Linked DNA regions of Oryctolagus cuniculus: region 2 is linked to region 1. Evidence: chromatin contacts called from public Hi-C data. All regions are on one chromosome and are shown on one strand. The core of a region is the stretch at or near the end of the contact, and the rest is flanking DNA. Distances in the headings are between cores, read along the strand shown.

Region 1 (4,519 bases), core at 638-3,137:
TCCAGAAAACATTTTCCTGGGGGTCACTCCAGTACCTTCCTCTCTCTGGTGAACCTTAAGAACTTTGGGCATGTCCCTGTAGTGATGCCAGCCTCATTACATTTAAAAGATTTTGTTGGGTCCGGTGTTGTGGTGTCGTGGGCTAAGCCACCACCAGTAATGCTGGCATCCTGTATGGGTGCTGGTTTGAGTCCTGACTGTTCCACTTCCAATCCAGCTCCTTGCTGATGTGCCTGGGAAGGTGGTGGAGGATGGCCCAATTCCTTGGGACCTGCACCCATATGGGAGACCTGTAAGAAGCTCCTGGTTCCTGGCTTTGGCTTGGCCTAGCCCTGGCTGTTGTGGCCATTTGGGGAGTAAACCAGCAGATGGAAGATCTCTCTTGTGTCTCCACCCCCCCAAACTCTGCATTTTGAATGAATAAATAAATCTTTAAAAGTTTTTATTTGTTTACTATCTGAAAGGGAGAGGGGGAGAGAAAGAGATCTTCCATCCACTGCTTTATACTCTGAACACCTTTAACAGCCAGGGCTGGGCCAGGCCAAAGCCAGGATGGAACTCAATCCAGGTCTCCTACATGGGTGCTAGGGGCCCAACCACTTGGGCCATCTTCTGCTACCTCCAAAGGAGCCTGTTAGAAGGAAGCTGGAATCAGAAGAGGACCTGGGACTTGAACCAGGGACTCCAACATGGGACTCAGGCATCCCGCATGGGGTCTTAACTAGCGGGTCAGACGCCTGTCCCAGTTCCACTAAAGTTCAGTAACTGACACCTGCGTGCAGTTGCTCGGGGGAGGGGAGCTCAGTGCTGGCTCACGTCTGGAGCGCTGAGCCTGGCCGGCTGTGTGACACAGGTTAGTGTTCATGGATGCTTGTGGAGGCGATGACCTGATCATCACTCCCTACCTCGCTCTCTAGTGGATCCTCTTTGCACTCCACTGGCTTCCCTTAAAATCAGGATGAGGTCAAAAAGCACCGTGGACCTGATGTGCTGCATTCCCACAGGGCGTGCAAGTCCTGCACAGGTTGCCAACCCCATCCCGCGTGGCTGCATGCAAAACCCTGGACCGGAGAACAGGGGCGGGAAAGACCGGATGCATTGATTCAGGGCCTGCTGGGGATGCAGCTGGAGCTGGGAAGAGGCAGCTCAGGCTAGGAGGAGCCCTCCCCGCTCAAGGTCACCAGGAAAGAGGGGCCAGGACTGGAAAGGACAAGACCCATTCCCCAGGAGTGAGCCATGTGTAGGCAGAAGGCGGGCTTCCGGGTGGGTGCAGTGCGGGGCACGAACTCCGGGGCTTTCAGCCTGCGAAGGAAAGCCCACGGGTCTCCTTTTTCACACTAAAGCACTTTGCCGGGCATGGAGTCTGTTGCCTCGTGAGTCCGCAGGGACCAGCGCAGTGACTCAGTGAGCGCCGAGTACTCCGCCAGGGGTGGGCGTGTGATTCAGGAGTCACTCACGCGCTGGCGCGCATCAATCCCAGGCGCTAGGCAAAGCCTCTTCCCACCCTAACAGCTGGGATCCAGGGGTCCAGCTGGGACCCCGGGTGGCTGGGGTCCTGGCCTCTCGCCTCCACTCGCCGCCGGGACGGCAAACTCCGGGCAAAAAGCCCCGCTCTGTTCACCCGCCTCCCGCCTGCTCGCCACTCGGGAAGGCAGCTCTCCGGACCCGCCGCTTCCAGACGCCCTGGATGTGGAGCGAGCCCACCCGCTCCCGAGCTGCCCCACTGTCCTCGCCGCCGCCGGCCCTCCTCCGCGTTCCCACTCCGGTGCTGGAGGTGTTCAACTGCCCCAGTCGCCGCCCTCCCCTTTCCCTCCTCCCTTCCGCACCTCGGCTCCGCCCCCAGCCCCGCCTCTCTCTGCCCCAGCCCAGGGGCACCCGGCCCCTGCCCTGCCCCATCGCCCGCCCCTCCTGGCTGGGACCAGAGTGTAGGGGAGAGGGGAGCCGCGCGGGCTACGCGCCCCCTCCTCTGGAGCCCCGGCCCCGCACGCGCGCGCGCGCGCGCTCCCGCCGCCCCCACCGCGGCCTCCGGCTCCCGCCTCCCAGCCTTCCCCTCCTCCTGGTGACGTCCGGGTCCCTGCCCGTCTGAAAACTCCGCGCCGCGGCGGTGGAGGCGGCGGTGGCGGCGGCGGCGGCGGCGGAGGAGGAGGAGCGCGGCGAGCCGAGGCGGCGGCGGCTCGAGTGGGAGCCCGAGCAGCAGCCGGCGGCAGCGGGAGCCGCGGGCAGTGCGGGGGCAGCCCGGAGCGCGCCGGGGGTCCCCGCGCCCCGCTCGCCCGCCGTGCTCCGAAGATGGTGGCGGCGCCGTGCGCCCGGAGGCTGGCCCGGCGCTCTCACTCGGCGCTGCTCGCGGCGCTCACGGTGCTGCTGCTGCAGACGCTGATCGTGTGGAATTTCAGCAGCCTCGACTCCGGGGCCGGCGAGCGCCGTGCGGGCGCAGCAGCCGGCGGCGCCGAGCAGCCGCCCCCGGCCCCGGCCCCGCACCGGGAGCGCCGGGACCTGCCCGCCGAGCCGGCTGCAGCCCGAGGAGGTGGCGGCGGCGGCGGCGGAGGAGGAGGACGGGGGCCGCGGGCGCGGGGAGGCGGCCCCGGAGATCCGCGGGCGCAGCCTCCGGCCCGCCGCGGGGCACTGCCCTCCCGGGCACTGGTAAGATCCCCCTCTGGGCTGGCACCTCGCGGGGAGGCGGGAGGGCAGCCCTTGGACCCTGGTGCCGGCTCTCCTCATATCCCCTGGGGCCCCTGCCGGTTGAGGACTGCTGCTGGGGGTCTGGGGAAGTTATTTCCAGGGGACGCGCCCTGGGAGGTGACCGGAGCCAGCTGGGGTTTCTGTTCTCCGGGTGCCTGGCGGTTGCCCTGACCTGTGTAGCACGCGTGGGGCTGCTGGTGCGACGCTCGCTGCCTGGTGTGTGCATCGCGCCCGGAGCCTCAGCCGCTGCTCAGGGGTGGCTCCCGCAGCTGCATCTCTTTGCCGAGTTGGGTGCAGACAGCTGAGTCCCCTGCTCGCTCTGGCCTGGTGTGGAGGCTGGGGTGCACGCCCCTGAATCAAGACTCAGTCGGGGATACCTGGGCTCACTCTGGGTGTCGTGTGTCCCCTTGGTGGCCAGCTGAACCTTCTATCTCCAACCATGTTCTCCCATCTCTCGCTCGCTCGCTCGCTCGCTCTGTCTCTGTCTCTTTCTTTTTACCTCCTCTTCGTTTCCAATTCTGGGACATGGCCCTTCACTTCTGCGAGCCACTTCCCTCTCTCTGTCCTGTGTGTGTTGTGTCCCTCCATCCCGCCCTTCTGGTATGTGAACGGTTTAGCTTTGAACCTGTCTGGCGAAGCCCGTCTGGGGTCCTTCCGCTTCTTGGCCTTCCTCCCTGTCTCCAACTTCTCCAGGGATGCCCTTCACACCTCCTTCCTGAGAGCAGGCAGCGGGCCAGGGTCTCACTCAGCTCAGGCAGGTGGGTGTGAGCCTCTGTCTTCAGGCACAGCTGATGTGCTGGGTGTCTGTCTGGAGCATGCCACTTGCCTGCCTGCAGGGATTTGCCTGGAATCTGAAGGATATCAGACACGGGGCGGTGTGTGTGCCTGTGAGACTTCAGCTTCCTTAGGGACCAAGCGCTTGTCCCTGCCGTGTGTCACGTTGGGAGCCCTCACTGAAGACCGCCTCCGTGCACAGCGTGACACTTTCTGAGCTGCTCAACTTCTTCAGAGTTTGCGTGACCCTCTGTGCCAGCGTGTGGCTCTCTGTGCCTGGAGCCAGCCCTGGGGCGGGATGTGATGGCATTTCCCACTGCTCTGTGGGGTGCAGGGAGCCCCAGGACATTGTCAGGGAAGGGTGTTGTGAGCGAATGCCTTCTGACTCCTGGAGTTGATCGTGATGTGAACTGGCAGAAACGTAACTACAAGTTCCCGCTGAACTCAGGAGCCCTACAAGGAGGTGGGGTGGAGGCGTCAGGGGCAGGTACTGCCAGCCCCGGGTAGAAACACAGAGGATCGACATGGGGGCATCAGGGGCTAGTTCAGATGGGGTTCCTGGGCCCTTTTAGGTTGAGCAGGCCACCTGTTGAAACAAGCGAACGGAGAGAAGGGGTCTGGGCTGACTGTCTTCAGGGGTTCCTGCCTGTAGCGCATCCATCCACAGTTTCCTTTTGGGCTGTCTTCTTCTCCCTCTCACCCCGGCTCAGCCGCAGAGGGGCTCACAGTTGCCAGGGTTGGGGCGGGCAGTGCCATTTTCATTTCTGATTCCGTTTGGAATTCTGGTCCAGCCCTGGAGCTGCTTTGCTTTTCTGAGGCTTCTGCTTCCACCTGTAAGCGCACGTACTTTCCTCCCACCCACGTCTCCCCGCGTCTCGATTTCTTCCCCTTCCGACTTGGACACCTAAGTCATTTGGTTCTGTTTTCAGTGCTCTTCCCTTCCTGGTCGTTGTCTACCATGCTCCTGGGTTTGTATTTTATTTGCACGTCTCTTGCCTGTCTTTCTTCCTCCCTTACATCCACCCCCGTGGCTGGCTTAAGTCTTGAAATCACAGCACACACCTAC
Region 2 (4,519 bases), core at 1,263-3,762, 57 kb after region 1:
GTGTTGTCTAAATCTGGTGTCTGAACGCAGAATAGTGCAGGCCCACGAGGGTCACAGGAAGTGCTCCTGATCCCTTCCCCCGGTATCTGACATTTCCTGTTCTTCTTCTTGCAGCTAAAAAACACGCCAGCCAAGGATATTGTGGTTCTTGCGGCGAGGTTTGGATACTGGGGGAAATTTTCCTGGTTTGAGGCTGGTCCCTGGGTCACTGGTGAGGAACAGTGTCAGGCACCCCAGATGTGAAACTCCCCAATGCCTGTGAACCACAAGGGAGCCAGCTTTGAGCCCACACAGATCCTTGCAGCTGGACTCTTCCCAAGGTGTTGGCTAGGAGATTTCAAGAACATTTTAGGGCACTTCAGAATGTTCATGGAAAAATAGACTTGAAAAATAAGTGTATTTTGGTGCAAAACAATCTGAAATCCATGCTTGGATGCATTTTCCTTGGATGCATTTTCTGTGAACTTTCTGAAGATCCTGTGTATGCATGGATTTCAGATTTTTGTTCTTGGTGGGGAGTGCACCAAAGGAAACTTAGCTTTTCACTTCGTTTTCCATGTTTTTTTTTTTTTTTTTTTTTTTTTTTTTTTTCTAAGAGCCCTCATCTACCATTTAGTCGGTTCTCATTGAGCTCACGGCCCTGGGCTTAGTAGGCGCTTTAAAAAACAAGACTCATTTATTCCTTAAAAAAATTTTATGTTGTTCTCATTTTAAAGGGCATGTCACTGAGGCTCTGAGCAGCCAGGTAACTTGCCCAGGGACACACAAGCAGAAAGTCGCAAAGCCTGAATTATGACGGACCTATCTGAGGGCCAGCATTGTGGTGTGGCCACTGAAGCTGCTGCCTGCGACCTCAGCGTCCCATATTGGAGCACTGGTTCGAGTCCCAGCTGCTCCGCTTCCCATCCAGCTCCCTGCTCATGCGCCTGGGAAAGCAGTGGAGGATGGCTCAAGTCCTTGGGCCCCTGCCACTCACATGGAAGACCTAGATGGAGTTCTAGGCTTCTAGCTTCCGGGTGGCCCAGCCTTGGCCATTATGGTTAAAAAAAAAAAAAAAAAAAAGACATGTGCGGTCTCCAAACTCTGTCCCCCTGATGCCCTTGGCTGTGCGTGCTTCAGCAAGAGGCCACACATGGACAGTGAGCTACCTAGAAGTTAGAAAAGAATGACGACACGAACGGGTTAAAGACCCTCGTGCGTGCAGAGAGACAGCTCTGTTCTTTTGTTTCCTTTTCCTGTTGGGTCTCCATACCCAGCCCACTGTTCACACACTCTAAGCACACGGAATAATGTGTTGAATGAACACGGAATGAATAAGAAGAAAAGGCTGCTGCTTTTCTTCTTCGTTGGAATTAACCCTTTCACTGGCTGCTCGCCTTCTTCCCGAGCCTTGCTGTGCGTGTTGGCCCGCAGCTCCGTGTTCTGGGGCAGGTTGCAGGGGGCCTCCGCGGCTCCACGCGCCTCCCCACCTGCTTCCCACATGAGCACACGACTCATCGGCTCCCTGCCCCTCTCCTGGATTCTCCAGCAGAAGTCTTGGCCCCACCTGGGACTTTGGTGGCTGCCACAGTCTGATCCCTCGAGATCTTGGGAGAGACCTTGAGAAGCACAGACAGGAGGCGCGGCAGCCACTAAGTCACATGGCGGTGTATTGGGGGCTGGGGAGAGGTTGGGAATTTTGAGAGCAAGCAACATCATGGTGGAGACGGTGTCATTGACCGCTAGGTTCCCGGTGGCTGAAACAACCACCCCGGCCACACAGTGGGCACCCAGTGTTTGTTGAATGAATAGATTAGTGCACATACAAACGACATCTGAACGTGACTCCTTTCCATGGTTGGGAGGTAGCCGAGAGAAATGGAGGAGCAGTTTCTGCCCCTCTTCTCGCTGGCTCTCCGTGTGCACCAGCGGCCTCCCCTTCCCTCCCTGGCTTCTGCTGGTCTCTGGCTCCAGGTCCTCTCCCTGTCTCTCCCAGCCACCGCAAGCGACACAGACTCTGCCTGGCCTGTCTCAGCTTGGGTGTCTCCTGGCTCACAGGAGCCCCTGCTGTGAATGAACGTCTTTGAGCGCCTGCCCCAGGTGGGGCTCAGCTGACCACAGCAAGCTGCACCCCCACCCCGCCCCCGCCCCAACACACACTGAGGAAGACGCCAGGAGCCAGGTCTGCTGCCAAGGGTGCTCACCATGCAGGCCCCGTGAATTCCGACTCCCCAGGGCTCACGGCCGGTGAGAACAAGGGCTGGCTGTGACAGAGCCCCGTCTCTGGGTGGGGCGTGTGCTGAATGGAAAGTCAGCCGCCCAGGCCTCGTGGCTCGGCCTCCGTGAGCAGGGCTGTTTTATAAAGTGACTTTTCAGGGCCTTCTCCCTCGACCAGGACCTGGCCGCCGTGCCAGCTCTGCAAAACTGAGCAGGCCTTGTGTCTGCTGGGAAGAAAGACGTGAAAATGAGGGCTGGAGCGGATGCAGGGCCCCCAGTCCAGCAGAAACAGGGCAGCGTGTTGTGCGGCCGCCTGGGGCAGAGCTGACAAGCGCCACATTCATTGCTCAGCAGGAGCTGGCTGCGCGGTGTCACAGCCCTCCTCCGCACAGCCGCGCCATTGATCCACAGTGTCAGCTGTGTAGAGAGGTGGCCCGGGGTGGCCAGGCCGCCGCTTGCCTCGCCAGGGGATCTCTGAATACCGTTTTTCTCATCTGAGTTATCCCTGCAGAAAGCTACATGCTTGTGGCCAGCAATCTCGCACATGTGTGTGCTCTGTAGTCCATGTGACTGGCGCCCCCCACAGGTGTGCAGAGGCACAGCCTTTGTTTGCAGAGAGTGTGCAGGTGCGCCTGGCTCCAGCTCTGTGTCTATATATTGATGCCTGTCTTGATAACTCTGTACTATGTTTGCATGTCTGTGAATGTGCACACCTACTTCAAATGGGCTTAACCCTGCATATTATGTGCGTGTGTGTGTTCTTGTGTGCATGAGTGTGTGTGCAGAGCTGTCTTCCTGAGATGGACGGGCTGCCTGGACTCAAGTCACAACTTCGCTGCTTGGTTGCCATGTGACATTGACAGAGCGACTTGAGTCCCCACGGCCTCGGTTTTCTCACTGTGTAATGGAGGTGGTCACTGTTCTCAACTCATGGGATAGTCATGAAGGTTCATTGAGGCCTCTGCTGGGGCAGGCGTTCAGTGCAATGGTGAAGCCACCATGCAGGACTCCGTGTCCCTTTCTGGAATGCCTGGGCTCCGGTCCAAGCTCTGCTGCAGATCTCAGCTCCCTGTTAATGCACACCCTGGGACACAGCAAGGATGGCTCAAGAAATGGGGTCTCTGCCACCCATGAGGGAGACCTGGATTGAGTTCCTAGCTTGCAGCTTCTGCCTGGCCTGGCCCGAGCTGGTGCACGTATTTGGGGAGTGAACTGGTAGAAGGGATATTCTCTCTTTCTCTCTCCCCTTTGCCCCCTCTCCCCACCTTCAAATAAATGAAAAATAAATAACTTTTTTAAAAAAAATGAGACAACTCCTGGCCCCATGTCAGCAGTTGGTACCATGTCAGTTACGGCTGCTGTCACTGTTGTGGCTGGGCGTGCCACTTCTCGGCCTGCATGTCACTGTCCGTGTGCCTCAACTCCCAATGTCCACCGGGATAGGACCCGTGTCTGCTTTCTCTCTCACTTTCTGAACCAGTGACCCAGCTCCTAGAGTTCTGAGGTGGGACATCGGTAGTGTCTGAAGCTCTTGGTCCCATCAGGGGCTGCTCAGCCCTTCCTGTCCCATGAGGGAGGGTGCAGGGTATCTGTCCTCCTTCAGTCCTGTGTCCTCACGAGCTCTCCTGGGCTTGTCACCCTCTCCCCAAGTCTCCCTCCACTCCACTCACCATACACACGCACACATAGATTTTTCTGCCCTCACTGTGGTTTCCCAGGGCGGACTTAAATAATTCTCCGTGGCTGTGGTCTGGATGGCACAGAGACACAGTCTGATTGTCCCTAACCCAGCAGACAGCTTTGTCCCCAGCTAGCCTCTGGCCCCACAGATAAGTCCAGTGTTTCAGCCATGAGACTTGAGGTCCTGAGCCTGGGTCTCAATGGAGAATTGTGTCTAAATAGGGATGGGCTGAGCCGTTCCCAGGTGGGCATCTGGGTTGAGGGTTTTGTGGCTGGTTACCAGAGGCAGGGCTGGCATTGTGGTATAGCAGGTTAAGCTACTGCCTGTGAGGCCTGTATATAGTTTTGAGTGTTTGCTGCTCCACTTCCCATCCAGCTGCCTGCTAATGGACCTGGGAAAGCAGTGGAAAACAGCCCAAGTGTTTGTGTCCCTGCCACCCAGGTGGGAGACCTGGACGGAGTTCCAGGCTCCTGGCTTTGGCCTGGCCCAGCCCTGACTGTGGGGACCATTTAGGGAATGAACCAGAGGATAGAAGACCTTTCTCTGTGTCTCTCCCTCCCTTTCACTCTCTCTAACTCTGCCTTCTAAATAAATACATTAATAAATTTTTAAAATTTAAAAAGAAATGCTCTCTATTGCCCA

The links. Hi-C and Micro-C count contacts between places; a contact is called where the count stands out from the background.
Region 2: a Hi-C map of an unstated tissue shows a contact between it and region 1, with 1.6 times the contacts expected there. The contact joins the enhancer-like site here to the promoter of XYLT1 in region 1. A contact is called at or near these places in 2 of 6 Hi-C or Micro-C datasets (ear pinna and an unstated tissue).

Annotation. Positions count from the first base shown.
Region 1 is chr19:20,235,480-20,239,998 of mOryCun1.1, forward strand. It overlaps XYLT1 (xylosyltransferase 1), which reads left to right and starts at 1,888. Exons shown (of 12, transcript XM_070064777.1): 1 at 1,888-2,640. The coding sequence starts at 2,287.
Region 2 is chr19:20,292,194-20,296,712 of mOryCun1.1, forward strand. The region is part of intron 1 of XYLT1 (xylosyltransferase 1); the gene reads left to right. Among named protein-coding and RNA genes, the nearest start is that of XYLT1, 57 kb to the left of the region's middle. Within about 2 kb of position 2,513, at least 1 of the 8 cell types and tissues checked has an H3K27ac peak or open chromatin away from gene starts, as enhancers often do.